2 separate regions of the Mus musculus genome follow, and region 2 is linked to region 1. Evidence: chromatin contacts called from public promoter capture Hi-C data. All regions are on one chromosome and are shown on one strand. The core of a region is the stretch at or near the end of the contact, and the rest is flanking DNA. Distances in the headings are between cores, read along the strand shown.

Region 1 (5,279 bases), core at 1,948-4,447:
TAGGCTCCTATGGGCCCAGGTTAGATAATTCTTTAGCTTATCTTGGGATGTCCTTGACCCTCTAGCAAATATTTTATTTATTTTTGGGACAGGGTATTTTGTAGCTGGTCTTATACTCCTTAAGTGGCTGGGGTGACCTTGAACTTCTGATCCTACCACCTAAGCACTAAGATTATAGGCAAACAATACCACACTCAGTTTTCTACAGTGCTGGGGAGCAAATCCAAGGCTATGAGCATGCCAGGCAGGTGCTATGAGATGTACCCCCAGCCCTTCAGACACCTTTGTTGAATAAATGAACAGTAGATGAATAAATAAAGAGATTTGATTCTGATAACAATAGCTTTGTAGGGTTGTAGTAAGGATAAATGTTAATATGCAGAGCTTAACACAGCCCGAATCTTACTGTTTTACAAGTAAAATAATAAATATAATAATTATTATTACCCACCCTGGGAATCTTTGATGGATGTACAGGTGCCTGTGTGGTCCTTCTTTCTAGGCTAGATAGAAATGCCTAATTTAAACTTGTGTTATAATATACTTCTGACTCTATGAAATATGCTTGAGCCCAGAGAGGATTTCCCATCAAGAGAAGAGTCCGAAAGCCTCAGATGCTCTTTGGTTCTCCAGTCTTAAGGAGTATAAGCTAAACAACTGGCAGCTATTGCATGGAAGTCTTGAGTGGAACCACGTGCAGCAAAATTGTCCAGCCATCCAGAGAGGTCAAGATCCTGTAATCAAGAGCATGTTTCCCCCACCCCCACTATTCCTTGGGGTTGAATCATACCACCCCAGTTTATATTATTTGGTTTCGGCACAAAATTCATGAATTTACAGACCAGAAGAGGAGATATAGAAAGGCTTAATGGGATTTTGGCTTGAAAATGTATGTCTTTAATTTGCCTAAAACATTTGCAGTTAAATACCACTATCTCCCAAGTCACACCGAACTGTAGTATGATGCAAGCTATCTAGGGTGAGACTTTGTCTTTCACAGGTTGTGGGAAAAGGCACAGACACCTTCAGCATTCTTAGCATAGCAGATGGTCTCATTTGTAACAAAAGAGTAAGAACACTGGCAGTCCATGACATAATCTGAAATTATGACATGTAAAAAGAATGCCTGTGCTGATGTAACCCCAATACCAGACGTTGTTGAGCTATATCTCCTCTGGAAACACTTAATGACTGCCCCAAGTCTAGAATACAGACTATAAAGGGTTAATTCCGTATAGAGAGTTCTTTTTACAAGACAACCTTTCTCCCCTGCTAAAGAGTTTTCCTAAACAGCCAGATCTCTTTCTGGAGTATTCAAACTTGGATTTGCTTTACAATATGTTGATGAGACTCTGCTGAGAGTGTCCACAAAAGAGCCACTGCCTGTCTGGTATCCACAGTGAAGTCTCACAGGTCACAGTGAAGCAAGCAAGCAACGACTCACCACTCTCTGAGGTCAGTGAATCCAGAGTCACTCGATGTGGAGGGTGGCTTTAACAGGCATCAGGCCCTCTACTTCTGGGAAGGAACACTTATGCAAATATCTAGGTCATTGGCCATCCTTTACTGTGTGACTTTGGCAGTCAAAGGGCATCAGTCTGTGGTCTGAAGCAACTGTGCATTGTTCAGCCTGTACTGAACTGTTATCTTAAGTGGAATTCTTTTTCTTATTGATACATATGAAGATGGAACTGATACTTCCCTTCTCTTTGTAGTGCTGTGAATAGAACCCAAGGCCTTTGGCATCTTACACAAGTGCTTTAACATTGTGCTGCTCCCCAGGCCCCAGATGATTTGTGCTCAAATAAACGAAAGCAGAGATGGGGTGGGGGAAGAATATGGAGTGCCATGCATTTATGGCGTGAGCAGGAGGAAAATGAGAATTTGGAGTAGGGGTAGATGGGTACATAGGGTCAGAAGGAGAAATCTTTTTTTCTTCATATCTGACCTCACTTCCTGACTGTAGCTGATAGGAGTGAGTAAGTGGCAGCTAGTATTCCCCTTAGCTTTCCTTCATGATGTATAGCATGAAGAGGAGGCAGGAACACACACTCCACGACTGACCAACTCGGTGAGAAAATGTTGCACACTTTCTAGACTCAAAGACAGGAGGTAAACAAGACAGGAGAGAAGAAAGAAAAAAGCAAAACAAAACACGGTTTTAATAAGTTATCTCAGTGCCCTAAAGACCATACTCTGTTTAGTTAGTGTTCCAAGCAAGCGTTCCCAATCACTCACATAAAGCAAAGCATACTCTATTTTGAAGATGGTTACTATAATAGAATACACTATTTCTGTTTCTGAAAGGATCCCAAACTAGTCGTTCACTGGTCTCTATAAGATTTTTTTGCAGGCTGCTAAGAGCCTTTTTAGGAGATGTAAACATTTAACTGAAAAAGCAAATGTATCAAGAATCAAGCACGTTGACAAAAAATTAGAATCAACGAAGGGACATTTTTTTAGCAGTACACACAATGTTGAGAATTTTTACGGGTCATTGGTTCCTGCACTTCTCTTTGTAATTTCCCCTTCCCACCCTTCAAGCCCATGTATGCTTTGTGTCTTCAGAATGTGGGATCCTCGAAAAAAAAAGGGGTGTTCAATACACCGAATGGATCCTGGGCCTGAAGATGAGCGTGCGGGGGAAGAAATCAAAAAGCAGATGGGATGACATACTTTGGAGACTGGTGGAGAGATGCAGTCTTTGATGCATATTTAGGTTCCTGATTCTGATTCTGTCACAGTTGTGTTGACAAATGTCCTTGCCATCTCCCTAGTATAAGCAGTTTATGCTTAGAACCAGAGGCAGAAAAATAGGATTGGGGAGTAGCAGGGACTCTGATCAGTCAACAGGAAAAAAAAGTGTACCCCCAGGGGAGAAGATTCTCCTGGAGCAAAACTGTACCTGGAGACCGGTTGAGGTTGAAGCATAGAGCAATGGAAGAACTGAAGCCTGCTTCTTCCTAGGCAAAGGAGTGCTTGTGCTGAATGAAGGTGGGTTGCTGGCAGGGTGGAGGTGGGGATGGGGGTGGGTTTGCTCCTCCCAGCCCCAAAGCTGGGGAACAGCAGGAAACTGGGAATGGTGTTGGAGAGGCTGTTATGCCAGGACAAGGTGTTGGGTATGAGGGTGGGTGGGGGCCTGAGGGGTGGCTTGGAGCCCTGGCGGTGGCTGCCTGACGTCACCGGCCTCTCTGGCAATAGGCTAAGAGCTGAGCTCCCCATAGCAGCAGCAGCAGCAGCAGCAAAGGCAGCGGCGGCGGCGGCGGCGGCGGCGGTGGCGGCGGCGAGGGTGGCAGCAGCAGCGCGGCTCTGTCTCTGGTCCCAGCGCTCCGTGCCTTCTGCAGCCGCCACTGCAGCCAAGGGCTCCTTCTCTGCAACTGGCTGGTCCTTCCAGGTAAGAGACAGTGGTCAGGATGAAGGCTTCCATGGCCAGGGGCCCCAGTGGCAGGATGAGGGCGGGTAAGACCACTCCCGCGGCCTGCGCAGGCACCTCTGGACAGAGCTTCAGCCCCCGCCCCTTCCCTGGTGGAGGCTAGCGCTTTGCCTTGCTGCTCCGCAGTGCAACAGTTTGCACCTGCCTTTTGGGAGAGGCAAGGGAGCTGTGCTGCCTGCCGCGGGTCCTCCGGCTTGGTCCTCTGCCACAGCCTCTGGGCCCTGGGGCCAGGGCCCGGGGAAGGCTGGAGACAAGGTCGGTTCCCCAAACTTTGCAAGCGGGAACCCTTCCCCTTTCAGTTCCTGCTCTGGAAGAAAGAAAAAGGATTTTGGATACTGTCAAGTGGGAGGCTCAGGGAGATGAGGGGTGGGGGGCGCTTGGGAGGATGTGCCTCCGCTGAGAAGGGTGTTTCAGCTGCTTTTGATAGGGAGAAAGGGGGAGGAAGGTAGCAAGGAAGAAGGCTGGAGAAAGGTCGAGTATGATCCTGTGTGCCAGATCCAGCGGGTCAGCTGCGGCTAGGGACAGAGGCAGTGGGGTGTATCCCCTTGGGACGGGGACCTTGGGGGTCTGAACGTCCAGGCTGGAAGTGTTTGGAGAGGGAGGGATGGGGAAGGAGGACTGCGTACAGGGAGCCTGCTTGGAGTGCGTGCTGGCGAGATTGGATCCTGAGAGGAGGTCCACAGGACACAGAGAAGAGGGCAGTTGGCTTTCTGGGAAGTAGAGAAAGCCGCTGTGGCGGCCGCTGTTGGTGGCAATTAGAAAGTTGTGCAGGGGGCAGGGCAGCTGCCTTCTCTGCTGAGTAACCAGTGTCTCCGCGGTGCGGTACGGACGCCAGACCCCATCTGAGCCAGCGGAGCATCTAGCGCGGCTCTCCTGGGCTGCCAGGAGCGGTAGGGTTGGGTTGGTGGGTTGTGGAGATGACAGAGTCCATTTGAGGGCCGCTTGACAGTGGTGTCAGATCCCTCTCTTTCTCTGCACTCGCCTTGGCTGTGGCCGGGACCCTAACTAATCCTGTTTTCTTTGCAGCACTGTGCCTGGGGAAAGGAAACAGGATCAAAGAAGACCAGAGACACTCTCCCTGGGGCCACTAGCTCTGGCCCGCTTGCTTGGCGGCAGTTGCTCCCTCAGTCTTTGGCTGGAGAGCTCACTCCCTCCAGCGCTAAAGAGCAGTTGGGGTGGTGTGGGTTCCTGTCCACGTCTTGGCTGGTGGGAACCGTGTGTCCAACAGAGGAAGCCTGGTGGGCCTGGCCCCTCTCAGCCCAGCGCCGATGAGTGCCAGGGCGCCGAAAGAGCTGAGGCTGGCCCTGCCGCCTTGTCTCCTGAACCGGACCTTTGCTTCCCACAACGCCAGTGGAGGCAGCAGCGCAGGTCTCCGCAGCTCAGGCGCAGGTGGTGGCACTTGCATCACGCAGGTGGGACAGCAGCTCTTCCAGTCTTTTTCATCTACGCTGGTGCTGATTGTCCTGGTCACTCTCATCTTCTGTCTCCTCGTGCTGTCCCTCTCCACTTTCCACATCCACAAGCGTAGGATGAAGAAGCGGAAGATGCAGAGGGCTCAGGAAGAATATGAGCGAGATCATTGCAGCGGCAGCCACGGTGGTGGGGGGCTGCCTCGGGCAGGTGTTCAAGCTCCAACCCATGGAAAAGAAACCCGACTGGAGAGGCAGCCCCGGGACTCCGCTTTCTGCACCCCCTCCAATGCTACTTCTTCTTCCTCCTCCTCCTCCTCATCCCCTGGTCTCCTGTGCCAGGGTCCCTGTGCGCCTCCGCCTCCACTGCCAGCCCCCACTCCACAAGGAGCACCCGCAGCTTCCTCCTGCTTGGACACACCTGGCGAGGGCCTTTT
Region 2 (5,656 bases), core at 1,035-3,534, 280 kb before region 1:
GCCATATGGAAATGACCTCTTGACTTGGAAGCTTGTGGGTGGCACACTTAATAGCTATTTGGTGTTCTTACTGAAATTACCAGCAGAGACACATGGGAAAGGACGTATGACAAAATAGTGCACATTTTATTATATATGTGTGTACACACACATACATATAGAAACACACACCTTACTCTCTGGTTTCTGTTATGGGATGTGGTAGCAAAGCCTTCAACTCTTTTCTTAGGCATTGACCCATCAGATAAAGACCCACTAGTTGAGTCACCTCAATATGTTTTTGACTCCTATTCGAGGATTGGAATGTATGGTTTAAAGGGCACAGGGTAATTATTATCTTAGATTCACTGTGCCTGTGTCAGGTTTTGGACATCTTCCTGAGCTTTGAGGTGAGGTGTTTTTTGCCTGTGAGTTCCATTGTACTCATACATGGTTCTGCACTGTTTCTTATTTTTCTGAGTTCATCATGACATGCTTTTCAGCATGTTCTTTCATGTTCAGTCCCCATTACCTTCACTGGTGTGTATTTTAAGGACATCTCAAGTTGTAACATCTTTCTGTCATTGTGTCCAGGGCATGCAGCTAGGCTTCTCCTTGGGATGGTCTCTGTTTTGTGTATTGGTCCTTTGGATGTACAGGGGAAAGACAGTGAGTACTTTGTGACTCCTGCCCATACATAAGTGGCATTCCAGACTAGTACCGTCTTGGCTTCTACTGGATTATTTATTGACTCATTGTGAGTGCTCATAGAATTTCTTTCTCCCAGACAAGCTGTGCTTGGATTGTGTATTTTAGAAAAGAAGTTCTTAACACAGAGAAAGGGTCAGAAAGACACTGGAGAAGAATAGTCTGTCTATATGATTCTTCATTGTTTAGTTTTCTGTTTTCTGGGTTTGAAGGTCAAACCCCACACCTTACACATGACAGATAAGTGATTTGCTGCTAAGCCAGATCCCCATCTCCTGCACCCAAGGTTCCTCTGGAGAGGGTTGGAAGATGAGGTTTGTGGGGCTCTGGAGACAGGTGGAAAGCAACATTACCTGTAGATGGCACTTCTTTTCCAAAATCTCATCTCATTTCTTCTTCGGGTCAATTGTACAACTTTTATTAAGACTCATCTATCCTGAAAAGAGTGGCTGTTTCCCCCCTCTTTCCCAGTATAAAGGGGACTTCTCTGCATGCTGGTGGACATTCACTTTAGATTGCTGTTTTCATGGATATACTTTCCAATCTTTCTCCCTAGTCCATCTCTTGTCTTCTTCCCTAAACCTTCCATCTTTGCCCCATACCTTTTCCTGAACTCTACCTCAGTCAGTAATTTACCTGCTCCTAAAATTGGTGAGCTTCTTTTTTTGTTTGTTTTTCAAGACAGGGTTTCTCTGTGTAGCCTTGGCTGTCCTGGAACTTACTCTGTAGACCAGACTGGCCCCGAACTCAGAAATCCTCCTGCCTCTGCCTCCCAAGTTCTGGGATTAAAGGTGTGTGCCACCATGCCTGGCTTGGTGAGCTTCTTATTGTCATGCATTCTGTGATGTGTCCTTTAGAGTGCCTCATGGTTTCTTCTCCTTCTCTAGTCTCAGAGTCTGAGGCACAGTTCAACGGGGCCTGGGAGTTCAATTGAACCACTATGTGCTGCTGTATTCATTTAAAGGTTGCAATTACACCCAAGAAGATAGTAACTACCATTTTGTATTGGGATGCATATTTTATCATGGTGCATTCTTGTGAGTTGTTACATGGGGAGTTTTAGTTATTTTCTACTGTAGATGAACACTGACATAGTATTAGATGTTAAAGATAAGGTGAGGGAGTTTCTGAGGTGAAATGATAAATATTGTCTCTCTCTGATGGCATCCCACCTAAATTATTGAGATGGAATGGCTGGTAGAGCTGGGTAACAGTCCCTCTCTTCAATCTTCCTTCTTACGTCTACCCAGTAAATGGCAAGAATGAGGGGAAGATATGGATATGGCCTTCCCCGTCTGGAACTCATTTATTTGGTATAAAGGATTCTAGAATAAGGTAGATTTTCCCCCCTTCATTATTTTCTAACAGATTTTCTCTCCCTGTTATGTTGTAAGATTGATTTCTCTCTTCAAAATGTGTTCATGGGGATGAGGGCTTTCCGGTGAAAGCATTACAAATCACCCACAAACCCCAGGCATCTTTGGGAGGAGCAAGGCTGTTTCTCTAAAACTCATTTTTCATGGAGAACAGCACCACCTGCCATCGTCCTGCATTTCCAATTTCAGAACGTCCTTGTCTGTTTGGAGCTCCGGTGTGTGAATTTCAGATGAGCCAGTGCCAGCTTTTCAGTTCACGCGCTTTGAGGAGACGCTGCAGTGGCAGCTGATGGAAACCCAGTGGCTGAGGAAGCCTGCCTGAATCAGAAGCCTGGGTTCCAGTGAAGTCTCCATCTTGCAGTTGCAGGGTTCTGGCTTGTCATCAGTCAGACCATATTTCAAAGTGACTTCACAGCAATCAAGTGATTGGCTCCTCCCAGGATCCTGTGGATGAGGGAGAGAAGGAAGCCAAGAGCTTGAATGGTTTTGTAAACCTTGGCTCAATGCATGATACTGGTAGAGCTGGCACAAGAACTCCATTCTTCTTCATTTTACCAAGGATCCAAGGCCTGGAGCATGGTATTTAGAACTCTGCAGAAAGCTTCTTGGGTTGTTTAGCAGCAAGGAACTGGAATGGAATCAGAAAATTAGCATCAAGGTATTTGGCTTTTTAATTAGCCATCAACGTATCTTTATATTAAATTCCTGCTATAATATTTGACTTCCTGTAGGTAGCCAGCAAATGTCTGTTAAAGTGATGAGTAAGCTTTCTTCTGTGCTCTGAGAAAATAGAGCTCTGCCTGGACGAGTCAAAGCAGACAGATTAGAGAGTGACTGCAGAGGTATGACCCTGAGGCTTTGAACAGGACGACGACAACAACAACAACAACAACAACAACAACAACAACAACAACAAAATATGATGCAAAATGAGCCCTAGGATTTCTGTATCTCCTATACAGACCTTCTGTGCTTTGGACACGCAGACACACAGACATATTTATATATGTGTGTATGTATGTATGCATGCATGTTATGTGTTTAGATACTGGAAACCCCTCTGAGAAAAGAACAACTATATTCTATTACACATTTCTTTCCCAGTGACCATTGTGGCTTTGGAGTACATGGCCCAGGCACAAGGTTTAAAGAGTTTAGAGGAGTAGTTGTTGGGATTTGATTTTTGCCTCCATGCTTGATGCTATTCAACTCTTTAACCTTTTTATTGGGCTCATTGTTTTATGGCTGGGAATAGAAGTATCACAATCAATCATACAACTCAGACAAGATTTGTTGCTTGGTATTTTCTTGACTCTTCTTACATAGGTCATGGTGTTGCATGTATGTATGTATGTATGTATGTATGTATGTATGTATGTATCACTTTCACTGAGTGTCTGAAGCTGCATCTTTGCATCCCCTTTGACCATCACCCATACAAAGCATTGCTTCTAGTCTTGCTTGTTTTTACCTGGCAGCTCCTACTCACCGTGGTTTAATAGGGGTAAAAACATTTACAAGTTGGGAATATAAAGTCTTATCAAAATACTAACCAAGGCAGTTTTGAATGCAGAACAAGTCAGATTAAGTCCATCTGTGTACTGATGAGGAAACAGACTCTGAAGAGGTTTTGTGCACACCATCTTTTCAGAGAACTGGTGATTGAGTTGAGCATAGAACCAGGTCTCTTTACGTTCCCCTTTTTATTTTTAAAGTTGCTTTTAATTGGTAATTAATAATAATAATAATAATAATAATAATAATAAAATCAGGTATAACGTGGAGCCTCAGGACTGATTAAAGTGTACTATCTCATATAGGTCATCCTTTCTCCCTTCTCACTGAAACCTAATACTTGACAGAAGCAACTTACTAGAAAAGGATGTGTTCAGTTCAAGATGTCATGATTGGGAAGGCGTGGCAGCCCATGGGAGCCATCATTCACTGGGAGTGCAGACTGCCATGTTCTTGTCTATCTTCTTGTCTGACTGAACAGGAGGGAGGGAGGGAGGGAGGGAGGGAGGGAGGGAGGGAGGGAGAGAGGGAGGGAAGAGGAGCTCAAGTTTTACCTCTTAAAGATCTAATAACATCCCAAAATAGCTTCCTAAGCTGAAGATCGAGTATTAAAAGACACAAGCCTACAGAGGTCTTTGAGGTTCACACTCAAACAGTAAGGACATATTTAACTTTTAGAGATAGGAACCTTACAATTTACACTTTAAGTGTTTCTTCAGAATTTATTTTATTGTTACTGGCTTTAGTCACTATATTGATCTCTTGAATGAGTATTTATCATCCAAATGAAAATAGGTGTTCTTAGATCAGTACCTCTTAATTTTTCCTTCTCTTGCTGTGGCTTTATGGCTCCTCCTTCTTCAACATATAAAAACATCTAAGTTCACTGAGTTAGTAACAGGACCTATAGAAAGGTCTTTTTTTAGCTCAGTGGGCATACTCGCTTCTCTGTCCCCTGTCCATCTTCACCCTGGGGTCAAGAGGAGGAATTTCAGAAGCAAGAGCTTTCACTGCCGAATATTGTTATCTCAAGAGTCAAGGCCATGGGCCATTAGCAAAAGCATTACAGCTAGTTCCTACAAAGAACTCTGATGTGATCCCCATGGTAATATGACCAGAGTGGAAATGGCAGTTGTAATGCATCAGGGAGCTGATTGTTAGCTGTGGAAGACCACAGACCATAGATATAAGGAGCTCCTTGGGACCCATGATCTCATACTGGTGATGCTGGATGCCAGCCAAAGTTTGTAAATGAATGAGCCTGAACAAACTTGATTTGTTAAGCTGCATAGAAGTAGAGAGAGTCAGATTCCAGATTGTGTCTGGTTCTGGTAAATGATTGAGCTCCATATTGGTTTTTTTTTTTAAGTGGATTCTTCTCTCATGCAATACATCCTGACCACAGTTTCCCTTTCCCCCACTCCTCACAGTTTCCTTTGCCACATCCTCTAAATCCACACTCCTTCATCTCCCTTCAGAAAAGAGCAGACCTCCAAGAGACAACAACCAAACACAATAAAACAACACAATAAGACAAGGCAAAAGCTCTAATACTGAGGCTGGACAAGGCAACCCAACAGGAGGAAAAGAGTCCCAAGATCAGATAAAAGAGGGGCTGGAGAGATGGCTCAGTGCTTAAGAGCACTGACTGCTCTTCCAGAGTTACTGAGTTCAATTTCCAGCAACCACATGGTGGCTCACAACCATCTGTAATTGGGATCTGATGCCCTCTTCTGGTGTGTCTGAAGATAGCTATACTGCACTCATATAAATAATTTTTAAGAAAGAATGAATGATTCTTTCCAGCTTCTGGCTATTATAAATAAGGCTGCTATGAAGATAGTGGAGCATGTGTCCTTCTTACCAGTTGGAACATCTTCTGGATATATGCCCAGGAGAGGTATTGCTGGATCCTCTGGTAGTACTATGTCCAATTTTCTGAGGAACCGCCAGCCTGATTTCCAGAGTGGTTGTACAAGCCTGCAATCCCACCAACAATGGAGGAGTGCTCCTCTTTCTCCACGTCCACGCCAGCATCTGCTGTCACCTGAATTTTTGATCTTAGCCATTCTGACTGG

The links. Promoter capture Hi-C pulls out the DNA fragments that hold promoters and counts their contacts.
Region 2: a contact with region 1 is called in a promoter capture Hi-C map of hippocampal neurons, with 5 times the contacts expected there. The contact joins the enhancer-like site here to the promoter of AI593442 in region 1. A contact is called at or near these places in 1 of 39 promoter capture datasets (hippocampal neurons), 1 of 15 datasets of contacts at CTCF or cohesin (the NIH/3T3 cell line), 2 of 484 Hi-C or Micro-C datasets (cerebellar granule neurons and cerebellum) and 3 of 115 datasets of contacts at active chromatin or transcription factors (SST interneurons, VIP interneurons and forebrain).

What each region holds. Positions count from the first base shown.
Region 1 is chr9:52,677,698-52,682,976 of GRCm38.p6, reverse strand. It overlaps AI593442 (expressed sequence AI593442), which reads left to right and starts at 3,197. Exons shown (of 2, transcript NM_001286641.1): 1 at 3,197-3,394; 2 at 4,460-5,279. The coding sequence starts at 4,702. It overlaps Gm1715 (predicted gene 1715), which reads right to left and starts at 3,114. Exons shown (of 5, transcript NR_045333.1): 1 at 2,906-3,114.
Region 2 is chr9:52,956,574-52,962,229 of GRCm38.p6, reverse strand. No RefSeq gene overlaps it. Among named protein-coding and RNA genes, the nearest start is that of Gm39339, 82 kb to the right of the region's middle. Within about 2 kb of position 2,284, at least 9 of the 459 cell types and tissues checked have an H3K27ac peak or open chromatin away from gene starts, as enhancers often do. A contact at or near this core is called in SST interneurons, VIP interneurons, cerebellum and 1 more, where this site is marked.